Regions from separate parts of the Sus scrofa genome. Here region 2 is linked to region 1. A link is a contact called in public promoter capture Hi-C data. All regions are on one chromosome and are shown on one strand. The core of a region is the stretch at or near the end of the contact, and the rest is flanking DNA. Distances in the headings are between cores, read along the strand shown.

Region 1 (7,785 bases), core at 3,063-5,562:
TAATGGACAAAAACAAAATAAATTCACGCAGTGCTTACAAAAAAGCATTTAAACCATATAAACATACAAGTGTTGCAAATAAGAAGATGGGGAGTTCCCTGGTGGCCTAGTGATTAAGGATTTGGCGTTGACACTGCTGCGGCTTGGGGCACTGCACCCTGACCTGGGAACTTCCTCATGCCCTGGGCTTGGCCAAAAAAAAAAAAAAAGAGAGATGGAAAAATGTCAACAACTGGTTCCAAATCAAATCAAATCAAAAACATACACTCATTGACAGAACCCTGTATAATAGAAAAAATAAAAATCATTATTAAAAAAAAATACACTTACCATTTGTTCCAGTAATGTCCCAGTAATTTTATACCATGGCTCCCACCACTCAGACAGGGTTGCTTTCTCATGGAACCAACAATGTAGTGGGAGAGACAATCTCATAGTTAGATATATGGATAATTGTAAAGTGCTTTTAGTATTCATACAGCTGAAACATTAATAAAAAAAACGGAGGTCCCACTGTGGTTCATCGGGTTAAGAACTTGACTAGACTCCATGAGGATGAAGGTTTGATCCCTGCCTTGCTCAATGGAGAAAAGACAGTCTCTTCAGTAAGTGGTGGTGTGAAAACTGGAAAGCTTCATGTGAAAGAATGAAACTATACTCTAACACTATATATGAAAATACACTCAAGTGGATTAGAGACTCAAATGTAATACCAGAAAACATAAAATTCCTCGAAGAAAACAGGCAGAACACTCTTTGACATAAATCATAGCTAAATAGGTATTTTTTGTCCTGTTTCCTAAGACAAAGCAAAAATTAATAAATTGGACCTAATTAAACTTAAAAGCTTTTATACAGCAAAGGAAACTAAAAACAAAATGAAAAGACAGCCTGGGGAGTTCCATGGTGGCACGGCAGACATGAATCTGGCTAGTACCCATGAGAACACAGGTTCAATCCCTGGCCTCCGCTCAGTGGGTAAAGATCCAGCATTGGGTGGCTGTGGTGTAGGCCAGAAGGTGTAGCTCTGATTCGCCTCCTAGCTGGGAACTTCCATTTGCCATGGGTGCGGCCCTAAAAAAGCAAAACAAACAAACAAACAAAGACAAAAAAAGAAAGACAAACTACTAATGAGTGGGAGAAAATACTTGCAAATGATGTGACCAATAAGGGATAAATATCCAAAATATGTAGAGAGTCATATAACACCACATCAAAAAACAAACAACTTGATTAAAATTGGCAAAAGACCTGAATAGACATTTTTCCAAAGAAGACATGCAGATGGCCAAAAGGTACATAAAAAGATGCTTAACATAGTTAATCGTCAGAGTATTGCAGATCGAAACCACAATGAGCTATAACCTCACACTTGCCAGAATGACTATCATTAAAAAGACCACAAATAATAAAAGTTGGTGAGGATGTAGAGGAAAGGGATCCCTTTATACCACTGGTGGGAATGCAGTTTGGTGCAGCCTTGGTGGAAAAAGTGTACAGAAGTTCCTTAAAAAACTAAAAGTAGAATTACCATATTATCCACTAATTCCACTCCTATGTATACATCCAAAGAAAACAAAAACACGAATTTGAAAAGATGTATGCTCCCCAATGTTCAAAGTAGCATTATTGACAATACCCAAGATATGGAAGCAAACTAAGGTCCATCCAAAATGAATGGACAAAGAAGATGTGAGATATATATTTTTGGAGGGTATTAGGCTTCGTGAAATAAATCAGACAGCAAAAGACAAATATTGTATGATATCACTTACATGTGGAATCTAAAAATTAAAATAAACTAATGAATTTAACCCAAAAGAAACAGACTCACAGATATAGAGAAAAATTAGTGGATCAAGGGAGCGGGGAGGGACAGGTAGGGTAGGGCATTAAGAGGTACAAACCAGGAGTTCCCATTGTGTCCTTAGTGCATTAAGACATGATGTTGTTTCTGTAAGGATGGGGGGTTTGATCCCTGGCCTTGCTCAGTGGGTTAAGGATCCCGTGTTGCTGTGGCTGTGGCGTAGGCCTCAGGTGCAGCTCTGATCTGACCCCTAGCCTGGGAACTTCCATATGCCACAGGTGCAACCACAAAAAGAAAAAAAAAAAAGAGACAGTGAGAGGAAAAAAAAGAGGTAAAAGCCACTATGCATAAAATAAATAAGCTACAAGGATATCTTATACAGCACAGGAAACACAGCCAATACTTTATAATAACCCTCAATGGAGTATAACCTTTAAAAAGTGTGACTGGCCCTGCATCTAAGCTGGAGAGGAAAACTTAGAAAGACTCAAGAGCGCTGATGCATAGATAGAAAGTCCAGATGGTGGATGAATAGTCCAGAGAGTAGACTGGCTCAGTGAGGAAACAGATTTTAAAAAGAAAGGCTAGGAGCTGAAAACAGACCCTCTAAAAACATCTACATTTGATTGGTTAGCTTTCACCCAGTTCTCCCCCTAAAATAAACAAACGGGAAAAATAGAGGTAGGGGAAGGGAACCATAACATTGAAGTCATAGAAATATCACTGAAATTGCTACAATAATCTGCACCACATAATGCCCTTGTTTGAGAAGTGAATGCATTTCTTTCTTATTTATTATAGAAGAGTGTAGCACAAGGCTTGGCTATACAGTGGTCATTAACAGATACCTGCTAAGTAATGAATGAAAGAAGAGTGAAGGCAAATTTTTCATTCAGACCTTGAAAATCCTCTATTATATGTCTTTCAGGTTCTATTGTCTTTAGGCAGCTAATAGTTGAAAAGTTACCCTGGGAAGCAATGGAATGGTAATTGGTGTTGAAGTCAGAGACTAGCTGATAAGGCAGTGTCTGATAAAAGTTCTCCCCTACCTGTGCTCTCCTCTCTCCTTGGGGCTTCCAAGGGTAGTAGAGAACAAGTCCCTTCCCCAGCTGGCAGTTTTACTCCCCGAGATGGTTTATGTTTAAGTTACTATGTGCAGAGTTACCAGGGACTAATTAGGGATGCAAAGATGAATTAAAAAAAAAAAATCTTGGAGTTCCCGTCGTGGCGCAGTAGTTAACGAATCCGACTAGGAACCATGAGGTTGCGGGTTCGATCCCTGCCCTTGCTCAGTGGGTTAAGGATCTGGCATTGCCATGAGCTGTGGCTTAGGTTGCAGACGCGGCTCGGATCCTGTGTTGCTGTGGCTCTGGCGTAGGCTGGCGGCTACTGCTCCGATTAGACCTCTAGCCTGGGAACCTCCATATGCCGGGGAGAGGCCCAAGAAATGGCAAAAAGACAAAAAAAAAAAAAAAAAAAAAAAAAAAACTTACAGGAATTTTTGAGTCTGAAGGAGGGAGCCAGACGCAAACATAGACATCAATATCTGTATGTTTAGCTAAAAGATATGGTAAAAATCCTAAAAGTGAAGCATAAACTAAGTTCTAGTAAAGACCTATAAATTATTATTTCTAAGGACTAGGTGGGAATAGCCAAGTTTTAAGAAGAAAGTGGGGTTTGAATTGGGTAATGAAAGACTAGCAGAATTTCAGTGAAAGGCAAGAGGCTGCAGGGACAGTCTAATGAAAGATTGGAATCTATTGAGGAGGACAACAGCATCACAGTTATATTAATTTAACAATTCATTGTTTTGCTCCAGGCCTTAGATGCTTATTTTTAGTTTAGGGAAATAAAACGAGTACATAAATAACACAATACCAGTGAGCTTCATAAAAAAGGAGCGATTATACACTTTCTTGACAATTTCTCTGGCTACATGTTCTGCCCTGGAATTCCAGCTCACAAACGCACAGAATCACATTTTCTAGAATACGATCAACAGAGAACAGCAGTTAAGAGTGAAATCCTGCATGTCCTAGATTCAATTTTAAATGCTTTTTTTATGAGCCTGCTAACTTTTAAATAGAAATGAGAATACTTTCCTTAAAGAATTCTTAAGAATGACACTGGATGAAGAATGCATGGCAACATAGTACCTAGTATCTATGCCCTCCTCAATTATGTGTTTAGTAGTAGATACGTGTGCGCAGTATTAAGGGTTTTCGCCAGAGAGCACACTCCCGCTGGCTGCAGCCGATAGACCACACCCTCCTAATCAGTCTGCCCAGTCCCTGGCTGCTGCGGAAATAGAGCTTCTTTTGGTCTACCAGCCTCAGCTCAAGCACGTGGTCCCTGACTTCCCACAACAACAAAAAACCTAGTAGCTCGGTACTGGCCTTTCTCCTGGTGTGGCTTGATTTTTAAATCTATCCGAAAGGGCCAATCAAAGGCGGCAGTCCGAGTGTGCGGAAGCGGATTGGCTCGCAGCTGCTGACAGTGCCCAATAGGCTTGGAGGCGAGTTTGGTCGCGGCCGGAAGAGGGCGAATCGAAAACCGGTGGCGGTCGCGGGCAGTTTGAATTGGATTGTGGGCTCCAAACCCGCGGAGGCTGTACCTGGATCTGACTCTCTGAAGGGTTGTCTTCCCTTCCTCGCCAGCAAGGTGAGCGTCCGGCTTGGGTCCCGGCTCTGGCGGCGGGCATGATGGAGCCGCTGGCTTTGCGCCGGGGGTTCCTGGGACCGGGGTGCCTGTGAGATCCCGCTCTGCGCACTGAAGGTGCGGAGGGCCGCCGTCTCCTCCCACCTGACCCCGCTGGAGCATCGGCCCCTCTGCTCCCTCTGCTCCCTCTGCTCCCGGTAAAAGTCGGCTAGCACTAGGGTCCAGAGACCCTGCTCGGTCACGGCCTCGCCCTTTGGGGAATCAGTTTCCTCCTCTGTAACGCGGAAGACTGGGAGATCAGCAGGTATTTTACTGGCAGCCTTTCGGATCCGGAAACAAGTGGCTCCTACTTGTAATTTGGACTGTCCTTTGTTGCACGGAGAAGGTGCACACGGGTCTTGATCTGGGCGGCGGCCCGATGTGCCTATTGTTGTTGCGAGAACATTTCTCTTTTTGCCTTTCACATTTCTTCGGATGCGTCTGTGTACCTGGCTCCGCTATGGGATGAAGACCGAGGAATAAGTGTCCTGTCCTCGAACCTTGCTAGAGGATGGGGAGAGTTTTCATTCCCGGGCCCGCAGTGGGCCCTGTAGGCGGGGATTCTGGTTTCTTGGTGGAGATGGGGGATTCTGATAAAGGGAAAGCGTGAAACGGGCCTGCCGTACTGGGCGTGGGTGCGTCACACGGTCACAAAAGCGCAACCTTGGGCGCTTTTCGGGCTTGAGTGACTCGGCCATGGAGAATGTCTTCCACGTAGTTGAGACAAAAAGAGAGAACATTTTCTAGAAGGAGGCTGGTCCTGCCGATACTTTTTGCAAGAACCTTGACATCCAGGATTCTCCATCGACCCCGCCCCCTACCTTCTTACTTGGAGGTTTACATTTTTTTGTCCTTTTTGTGTCGGTGGCTCCACATAGATTGTTGATGGTTGGTACCTGTCCAAGTCCCCTCGAATCGAAATGAGCTTGGGTCTGGTGAGCACTTTAACCATTTATTTGTTCCTGTCTCTTGGACCTTGAATCAGAAAAGCATTTAAATTGTCAGTCTTCCCTCTGCTTACTTCCACCTCTATCTTTTAAAATTGCTCTTTTTAATATTTTGTTCATTATGGCGTCTCGATGTAACGATTTCAGTGGCTGGCAGAATTGCTTTGGAGTTACAGTCCTGTGCCTCTGAGGTATGGTGCTCTCACCCCTGAGCTCCTGAATGAGCAAGTTAGTTTGGAGTGGAAGGAGTAGCCTATGGGGCAGTGTAAATTGTCTTTTGCTGGTGGAGAGGCACGAGGTTCCTTTCAGTAGTTTTTGGGTAAATGGCTGCAGAGTTTAAGATGCTGTGTGCAAAGAACTGAGGGTGGGGGGCGGTGAATGCCAGAGAAAACCGCTTTCCAAGGCTTGAATCTAAATTTTGTTTTCTGAGACCCTCGCTCTTCTTTCGGTTTCTGAAAATAGTTTTTTAATATTCTTTCATCAACTACTTACTAGCTGTTCTGATAAAAAATTTCATTGATAAATTCAATTGAAACAAAACACGAAAACAGTTGTGGATCGTTTCATTTAGCAAAAAACGGACTCTGTTGCCAAAATAACTGGAAAATGAATGCTTTTTCTTTCATTGACGTTATAAAGGTTACTGAATAAAGAATAATTGCCATACTTGTCTCCCAGCTGATTTAAATTTTCTAAGATATGTCTGAGAAAGAGGTAGGTCATTTACATCTTGGTACCATAGGCAGAAATATACAAATGGAAAAATGTCTTCAAGGACTAATATAGTCACTAACATGTACAGAAGGCTTCTCAGGAGATACTGTTCTAAAGCTTTAAAGAGTTGCCACTACTATTATTCCCATTTTACAAATGAGGAAACCAAGGCCCTAAGCAGTTAAATACATGCCTAAGGTCCCACATCTTGCAGGTTGCTGAGCAGGAATTTGAATCGCTAAGGCTGTATACCTGATTCCTGGGCAAGGTCTGTCTGGAGAATGATTTTGCTGCATTTTGCAGTGATCTAGTGCTAAAATGGCATTTTGTTCATTCATGCATTGACTCAACAAATGATAACCATCTGGGAAGAGAAGGGGGCCCCTGTGCTATAAGAGACTATGATGGGGAGATACGACCAGATTATGATGGATGTCCTCAGGGAAGGCTTCCTGGAGGAAGAGCGACAGAGTGTGAGTAGGAATTAACACCATGAAGAGAGGAAAGAAGAGCATTTGCAAAATAACTTATCATGCATTTTATTTGTCTTGTAAGATCTATTTCCCTGAAACTATAACTAAATATTCATGTTTTGTATAATGAAAACAAACTGAGTGATAGAAGAAGTAAAAAATGAGAAATAAAAACAGAAAGCAAGGGAAAGCCAAACTAGTGTGCTGTGTACTACTTCACAGTTATTGGTAGTCACCTTTGCAGAGGGTGGAGAAGATGGATGTTATACTTGGTTATCTTTTGAAATGTGAATTTTTTTAATTAAAGTATGGTTGATTTACAATGTTGTGTCAATTTCTGCTGTTCAGTAAAGTGACTCAGTCATACACACATACACATTCTTTTTTTAATATTCCATCATGGTCTGTCCCAGGAGACTGGATATATTTCCCTGTACTATACAGCAGGACCTCATTGCTTATCTATTCTAAATGTTAATAGTTTATATCTGCTAACTCCAAATTCCCAGTCCATCCTACTCCCTCCCCCATCCCCCTTGGCAACCACAAGTCTGTTCTCTATGTCTGTGAGTCTGTTTCTGTTTTATAGATAGGTTCATTTTTGCCATATTTTAGATTCCAGATTTAAGTGATAGCATATGGTGTTTGTTTTCCTCTTTCTGACTTACTTCACAGATATGAGAATCTCTAGTTCCATCCATGTTTCTGCAAATGGCATGATTTCGTTCTTTTTTATGGCTGTGTAGTATTCCATTATAGATATGTACCACATGTTAATCCATTCATCTATCAATGGACATTTAGTTTGCTTCCATGTCTTGGCTATTGTGAATAGTACTGCTAGGAACATAGGGGTGCATGTATCTTTTTGAATTACTGTTTTGTCCAGATACATACCCAGGAGTGGGATTTCTGGATCATACGCTAGTTCTATTTTTAGTTTTCTGAGGAACCTCCATAGTGTGAAACATGAAGTTTTGAAACTTGATTCTTAGAGGTGGTTATATAGATTCCTTAGTCTCTGAGATTTTAAGTTTCCTTTTACTGTTGTTAGACCAATAGTCTCGTTATTCTTTTCAGTTTATTTGTAAATGTTTGAATAATAAAGAGAGGAGAGCAAAATGAGCTGGGCTTTGGAAGAATGGAA
Region 2 (7,785 bases), core at 2,345-4,844, 360 kb before region 1:
AAAATAATAAAATACAAACACGATAGAGGAACAGACCAGGGTCTCCAGAATGATGAGACGGGAAATGAGACATTTGGTCCAGGGATAGCTTTGTCTTCCCAGTGGCAAACTTCTGTGCATGTGGAAACATCTGGTGAGCTTATTGAACTCAGTTTTGAACCAGATGTTAAACATCATCTAACATCAAGGAAGGTACCACCATCCTTCCGTTCCGTAAATGATCATTTACCTGGATCCTTCCGAGGGACCTGGTACAGGGGCCCTGCAGCAGCCCAGTCCTTGCCCGCTGTGTGGAGGGAGAGGCTGGGGAGCCCCACACAGGTGGCTCCGTCAGAAGTGAGCCTGGCACCGAGACTGCACCGCACGACTGTCCCCTTTCTTCCAAAGGGCCATCTGACAACCAAGGCATCTCACGCTCCTGGCAAGTATCCGCCTGCTCTCTGTGGGAGAGACCTACCCTCGGACAACTCTGCAGGCCTGAGGGCTCCCACGGCTGAGCCCAGCCAGGTGCCCCGGACTCCAGGTCACCCCAAGGTGGCCAGCACACTTGTTCAGCTCCTCGCTGGCTGTGGGGTCCCGACGGAGGAAAGCGAGTCCCTGCTTTGGAGCCAGAGAAGCACAATTGCCTCCTTATCCATTTTTAAACAGCCTCTTCCCTTGCAAATCTCTGCTAATAAGCACAGCTTATCTTTATTTACCAGGTAGCTGCTTTCTCTTCGGAGATACCACCAGACCCAATGAAGGGAAGCAGAGAGAAAAGCGTCTCCTACAAAATGACAAGGAGACAGCGCTTTTCTATCTAAAAATACGCAGATGTCCTTCTCCTTGGTGGATGCTGATAGTAGGGGACAGCTTTGGAAAAAGTCTTAGGAGAACTCTGCCTGGCCTGTAATTGATGCGGGCCCCCATTTAACTGCTCCGTGCCCTGCTCATCCTTCCACCAAAGGAGCTAAACACACAGCAAAAGAAACTTGAAAGCCCGATGGTCTAGCCCTTGCCTCTGAGCAGTTACCCTTCACCATTCAAAATTCTTAGCTTACGAGTTCCCGTCGTGGCTCAGTGGTTAACGAATCCAACTAGGAACCATGAGGTTGCGGGTTTGATCCCTGACTTTGCTCAGTGGGTTAAGGATCTGGTGTTGCCGTGAGCTGTGGTGTAGGTTGCAGATGTGGCTCTGATCCTGCGTTGCTGTGGCTCTGGTGTAGGCTGGTGGCTACAGCTCCAATTCGAGCCCTAGCCTGGGAACCTCCATGTGCCGCAAGAGCAGCCCTAGAAAAGGCAAAAAAAAAAAAAAAAAAAAAACCACACACACAAAAGTTCTTAGCTTAAAGAAGCTTGATGAGATCTCATAGTTGGTTATTTGGGTTCTTTTTTCTTTTCTTTTCTTTCTCATAAACCAGGAGTGAAAGTCATTATCCTGAGTTCAGATACTAAGAACTCCTTTTACTGAAGCCCACTTCATGACTTTTGTATCACTTTCATGCTAACAATGCTACTTCCGTTGGGTGATTCCTATGCCATATAATAGCAGCTCTGTCATATTTTATTTTATGGACCTTTAGAATACCCTCGACTATATAAACCACAACCACACGTGAAATATATATTAAAGGATACAGCAAGTTGGGACTCCTAATCTCTGAGTCTGTCCATTTGTGTTATTTTAAAGACCCAATCAGGTAAGTTTCAGTCCTGTAAAACCCTCAGACTTCTGTCCCAAGTTCATGGGCCTCTAGGGAAACACGTTCTCAAAGTGGGTGTCATTAGGGGAGAGTAAAGTTCCCAAGAAAAATGTTACTCTCACTCTAGGCAAAGAGGCAGTACTCTGTCTGGATCACATACAAAAGGCTTCCAAGATCAGAAATGGGCCCAGGACGGACGGAACTGGGAGGTGCTTGGAGGCAGGAAATGTGTCATATTTTTTTTTCTTTTTTTTTAATCCCTGACGCTATACCATGGCTGCTGGTGATGGAGGTGGTGACAGCAACTGTACTTGCTTCAGCCCTTACAATGTGCCAGCGACTTGCTACCACCTTCATTCATTCCTCACAGCAACCTGTGAGGCAGGTGCTATTAACCTCATTCTATAACCGAGGACATTCAGGGACAAACTCTGAGTGTTTGTTAAGTAACTGCCCCAAGTCACACTTCAGTAAGTGGCACAGATGGGACAGAAGCCCAGATCTCTCTGACTCCAGAACCTGTGAATTGAACTACCCTGATAATGCAGCCTGGGGCACGGTAGACACTTAATAAATGTACATTGAAGAAAACTGAACAGATGTAATGGAATTTGGGTGGGATGATTCTCTCTCTACTTTACTCTCCTGTCTGACGTGCAAAGGCATTGCTTGTTCCAGAATCATTATCGTGATGACTGTTATTTTGACCTCAGAGCTCCGGACTAGACCACACTTCCCCTGAGAACAGGACAATGTATGTTTCATGATAATAACAGGTACTGTACTAAGCTCCAGGCTTTACATCCTCATAATAATTCTGAAAGGAATATATTATCATTCCCATTTTTTAGATGAGGAGACACATGCAGAGAGGTGAATGAAGGCTGCAAAGCTGGTAAGGGGAGTTTAAACAGCCTCTGCCTCCAAAGTCAGTTCCTCATCTGTAGAATGGGTGCAATTCCTATCTGCTGTTGCTGAGGGGAATCAAAGTAGATTATTCACTCATCCTCTCAACAAATAGTTATTGAGTAGTTGCTAAATTACATTGTATTGTAAGATGAATCAGACTGGCTCTTTCCCTCAGGGATACAGGCAGGTCTTTCCAAAATGAAAGCCATCAGTCCAAGAGAGATCTAGATACTGTGCTATGGGAGCTCAGAGGGAAGATGGATTATTCCAGAAGGAGGTATGAAGCTGCAGCTTTTGAGCTGAGTCTCAAGAGTTAAAATGGAAATAGTCTGGAAACACAATTCCAATACAAACATTGGGCATAGGTTAGTAATAATAACTAATTTCTATGGAGCTCCCTGCTGGTTTAGCAGGCTAAGGATCCAGCATTGTCACTGCTCTTGCTCTGATCGCTTCTGTAGCTCAGGTTCAGTCCTTGCCCTAAGGACGTCCACATGCCACCGGCGAGACAAAAATAAAAATGTTTTTTAACTTTAAAAATCCACTAATTTATGAAATTCACTGTGTTCCAATGCCTGCCTAAACCTGTGCAGATTTCAAGCAAATGACAGCCATTTATCTAGAGTTTCGGAGTCCCAGAAACTCTGTGTTTTACATTTGAGAACTCCTGTTGTCTGAGCCAAAACAGGATCTAGCAGTATGCCCACGTGACAAATGAGGAAGCTGAGGCTTCCAGAAGTTGAGTTTCTTGCCTATGGTCACATAGACAACAAATCGCTGAACTAAGATTTAAACCCAGATGGTCAGAATTCAAATATTACCTCTCAGACAAAGGGAGAAAAAAAGATTGCTCAGGTAACAGTGATTTGCGGAGAAATACATCTTGGGTCCTCGTGAATTACAGCACAACCTGTTGGGGAAACTGCATCTCAGATAAGCGAAGGTACAGGTATAGGACCTTCCTTAAGAGGCATCATCTCAAGGAACTCCGGAGTAATTTGACTTGTGGCCGGTAGATGGCAGAACGTGACCAGAAAAGGACCTGGAAACCACAGCGGGACACCCAGGTAGTTCCCAGTTTGTGCCACAAAATGAATTTTGCCTACAATATGGTTCGTTTAAAGTAACAAATTCTTCCTCGAAGCGAGCTGGCTCCCCAAGAGAAACTGTAACCAACTGAAAGTCTCCAGTCACCGAGTCCCAGTACCATGAGGAGGGACCGCCCCAACAGTTTCCTCTATAAAGCTGTCGTCCAGCTCCGGTCAGTGCTGACCAAGCCACCCCCGGCCTTGGTCTCAACCTCGTTCTACTGCAGGAAATCTTGGGACTGTGCAAGCGATAACGTCTGGAAAGTACTTGGCAGCATCTGAAGAGCTGCGCTGCTGTGGCGTTAAGACAAAAGCTCGCAGGGCGAGTCTTCAACAAGGTGTATTAAGCACCTGTGGGTGCCGGGCTCTGGGTTCCATCCAAAGCTTGCCAGCCACTATTTATTGCCTGATTCCCCAGCAGCCAGCTGTTGCAAAATGGGCTAGGAAAGCTAGTTCTGTGGATTCATTTCCTGAGCAGCTCGGCCAGCAATTAGGAGAAACCAAAGATATCCTGGAAACTTTAAAAGCATTAAAAGAAACCTGAGGGAATTCGATTGTCATCTTAGATGATAAAAGACCTCTCTAAATATTAAAAAAAAAGCAAAACTCAGAAACTCTAAAGTATATTATTAAACTTGATTATGTAAAAATTTTACGCTACTGAAATGCAAAGAGTTTTTTTGTTTTTTTGTTGTTGTTGTTGTTATTTCTTGGGCCGCTCCTGCAGCATATGGATGTTCCAAGGCTAGGGGTTGAATCGGAGCTGTAGCCACCGGCCTACGCCAGAGCCACACAACGCGGGATCCGAGCCGCGTCTGCAACCTACACCACAGGTCACGGCGACGCCGATCGTTAACCCACTGAGCAAGGGCAGGGACCGAACCCGCAACCTCATGGTTCCTAGTCGGATTCGTTAACCACTGCGCCACGACAGGAACTCCCAAAGAGTGTTTTAAACATCAAAAGAAAAAGTAAAAAGCTGCAAAACATATGACAAAGGATGAATATTCTTAAATACAGATATGCTATAACTTCATAAATTAATAAAATGTATATTTCAGTAACACGTCTCAAGTCAGTAATATGGCCAAAGGCATGCAGTTCACAGGATCTTTTTAAAAAAGAGAAAACAGCCAATAAAACATTGGAAATTGGCTCCGTTTCATTTACAGTTAAATAAAGGTCACACTTAAATAGCTTGCTTTTGAGAGCAGCCGTCTCCCGAGGTATTGATAAGTGTAAATTGGCAAACCTCTTTCAAGAGCAAGTTGACAACACTTAGAAACATGTTTGCACGGCCTTGGCTCAGAGACTCCGTTTCCTCCGCTACCCACACTCGGGTGCAGTCACCCAGCTCCGTATCTTTAAACACCTCCTAGAGATGGGATTAAGATGGCTGAATAGGACCGGAGCGCAACTTCTCTCCTAAAATAAACACAATTCACAACTAAAGGCTGAGCAATCTTCAACCAAACGGACCAGAAACCTTCAAAAAGATATCCTACTCCAGAAGACAAAGAGGAGGCCACACCAAGAGGTAGGAGGGGCGAGGGGATTTCGTGATATAAGCAACCCCCGGGTGGGAAGCCCCACAGACTGGAAAGTAACTGGTTCACAGAGACTCACCTACAGGAGCGAAGAGTTCTGAGCCCCACATCAAACTCCCACGTGAGGGGGTCTGGCACTGGGAGAAAGAGCACCCAGAGCATCTGGCATTGAAGGCCAGTGGGGCTTGTGCGCAGGAGCTCCACGGGACTGGGGGAAACGGAGACCCCATTCTTAAAAGGCGCACACAGACCTTCACGTGCACTGGGTCCCAGGGCAAAGCAAAGTCTCCATAGGAATCTGGGTCAAACCTGAGGGCAGTTCTTGGAGGACCTCCTGGGAAAACAGGGGTGAATGTGGCTTGTTGTGGGGGAAGGAAGGACATTGAAGGCAAAGCTCTCGAGAATATTCAGCAGCGTGCCTTTCTCTGGAGGAGGCCATTTGGGGAAAATCTGGCCCCACCCATCAGCACTGTGAAGCCCCAGGGCAAACAACAATCCAGGTGGGATCACTGCCCCATCAGTAAACAGGCTGCCTAAAGACCCCCCAGGCACACAGCCGCCTCTAATCCCATCCAGAGACTAAGCCCCACCCACCAGAGGGATAACAATTAGCTCCACCTAACAGTGGGCAGGCATCAGCCCTTCCCATCAGGAAGCCTAAAGCAAGCCCCCTTACCAACTTCAGCTCCAAGGAGGGCAGACACCAGAAGTAAGAGAGGCTACAACTCTGTTATCTGTAAAAAGGTCACCACACCAAAAACATAACAATGAAAAGACAGGGAACTATAACTCAGATGAGGGAGAAAGAAAACCCCCCAGAAAATCAGCTAAGTGATCAGGAGATTCTCAGCCTCCAGGATAAACACCTGCGAGAGCCTGATGATGCCCAAACTAGGTAGCCAGCCCTGACCCCTCCTCTGCACCCCAGGCTCCTTTCTGAGCCCCTCCCCCGGCTACAGACACAACCAACTTCAGGCCACACTGGGACTCTTCTGCCCGGCCACCTTCCTCAAACTTGCCCCTCCTGTTCCTCCTCTGGGCCAACCCTTCTCAGTAAACGTGCCCCTCCACCACTTAGCAAAGTCCCCAGACCCAGGAGTCATCCTCCATACTCCTTTCTTTCTTTGACCATGGGCCTTTAGCTTGCTGTTCTAGAATGTTCTCTCCCTCGCTGTGCAATGGGAGCTCAGACCAATGTTTAGCCGGTGTTCAGGTCTCCCATCAGAGAAGCCTTCCCTGACCACCCTCTATGAAATAGCAACCCTATTGCTCTCCACTCCATCGCCCTGCTTTATTTTGCTGTGAATCTAAAATTGCTCTACAGAGATAAAGTCCTTTTTTTAAAAAAGTTTGTGGTTGGTAAAGATAACCCAAGGAAAAGAGAATGGGGAGTTCCTCTCGTGGTACAGAGGAAATGAATCCAACTAGGAACCATGAGGTTGCGGGTTTGAGCCCTGGCCTCACTCAGTGGGTTAAGGATCTGGCGTTGCCATGAGCTGTGGTGTAGGTTCCAGACGCGGCTTGGTTCTGGTGTTGCTGTGGCTGTGACAAAGGCCTGCAGCTGTAGCTCCAATTTGACCCTTAGCCTGGGAACCTCCATATGCCACATGCGGGTGCAGCCCTAAAAAGACAAAAGACCAAAAAAAAAAAAAAAAAAAAAAGGAAGGAAGAGAATGGGAGACAAGTCCTTGGCTGTTTCTTTAGACAGAAAAGAATACTTTTGAAAGTCATGCCTGCTGTTCATTTGCAGAAAAGTATGCCCAGCTGCCAAAATTCTTTAGAAACCCTTCTGTTCAGATCCTTCCAGATGTCTTGCTTATTACTAATTCCAAAATTAAGTGCAGAACTTTTGGGAAGGGATGGTGAGAATGCTATTTCTGTTCATTTTCTAAAGATGTTTGAATATTCTTCTTCTCTATAACCATGTGCGTTTCAGACTTAAATCTTGAGTTAAAGATGTCACCCCTCACTCATTAGCATCCCAAAGGATTTCCACTTCAGTTCAGCAGTTCCTGCCCTTAATCTTCATTCCCTCGGATTTTCCCAAAAGGTTTGCACATCATTTCCGGCCCCACCCTCAGCTCTGGTCTCTCCCAGCCTTCAGTGTATCCTTAGCAGGCAGTTCTTTCTAAGGGCAGGTTAGACAGGAAACTAGCCGGAAACTCAACTCAGCAGGAAACTAGTGGACTCCTGTCCTTCCTCCTTCCTTGACCACCACTTTCCCCCATGTCCCCAGCTTGGAAAATCCAGCATCGTTGTGGAAAGAGATAGAGAAGCATGAGTTAGCTGTGGAGGAATACCTCATGGGAAAGCCATGAGAGGCTGGGGAGCACTTGCATTAACGGGTAGTCATTCTACCATCTGGCTTGACTGAACCCTCAGATGAAATAAGGGGTCACCCGCAGAGCCAGTCACTCAGTTCTCTGAACATCTTGTGCTTTTGCTGAGCCATGTAAGAAGCATCACCATAAATTTAAATCCAAGTTCCCGTTGTGGTGCAGTGGAAATGACTAGGAACCATGAGGTGGTAGGTTCGATCCCTGGCCTTGCTCAGTGGGT

Evidence for each region. Promoter capture Hi-C pulls out the DNA fragments that hold promoters and counts their contacts.
Region 2: a contact with region 1 is called in a promoter capture Hi-C map of liver, with 4 times the contacts expected there. The contact joins the enhancer-like site here to the promoter of CENPF in region 1. A contact is called at or near these places in 1 of 5 promoter capture datasets (liver), 17 of 47 Hi-C or Micro-C datasets (adipocytes, embryonic fibroblasts, epiblast stem cells and 11 more) and 1 of 2 datasets of contacts at active chromatin or transcription factors (skeletal muscle).

Annotation. Positions count from the first base shown.
Region 1 is chr9:129,008,768-129,016,552 of Sscrofa11.1, reverse strand. It overlaps CENPF (centromere protein F), which reads left to right and starts at 4,312. Exons shown (of 22, transcript XM_003130395.6): 1 at 4,312-4,468; 2 at 7,719-7,785. The coding sequence starts at 7,760.
Region 2 is chr9:129,370,215-129,377,999 of Sscrofa11.1, reverse strand. No RefSeq gene overlaps it. Among named protein-coding and RNA genes, the nearest start is that of SMYD2, 58 kb to the right of the region's middle. Within about 2 kb of position 3,594, at least 7 of the 83 cell types and tissues checked have an H3K27ac peak or open chromatin away from gene starts, as enhancers often do. A contact at or near this core is called in liver and skeletal muscle, where this site is marked.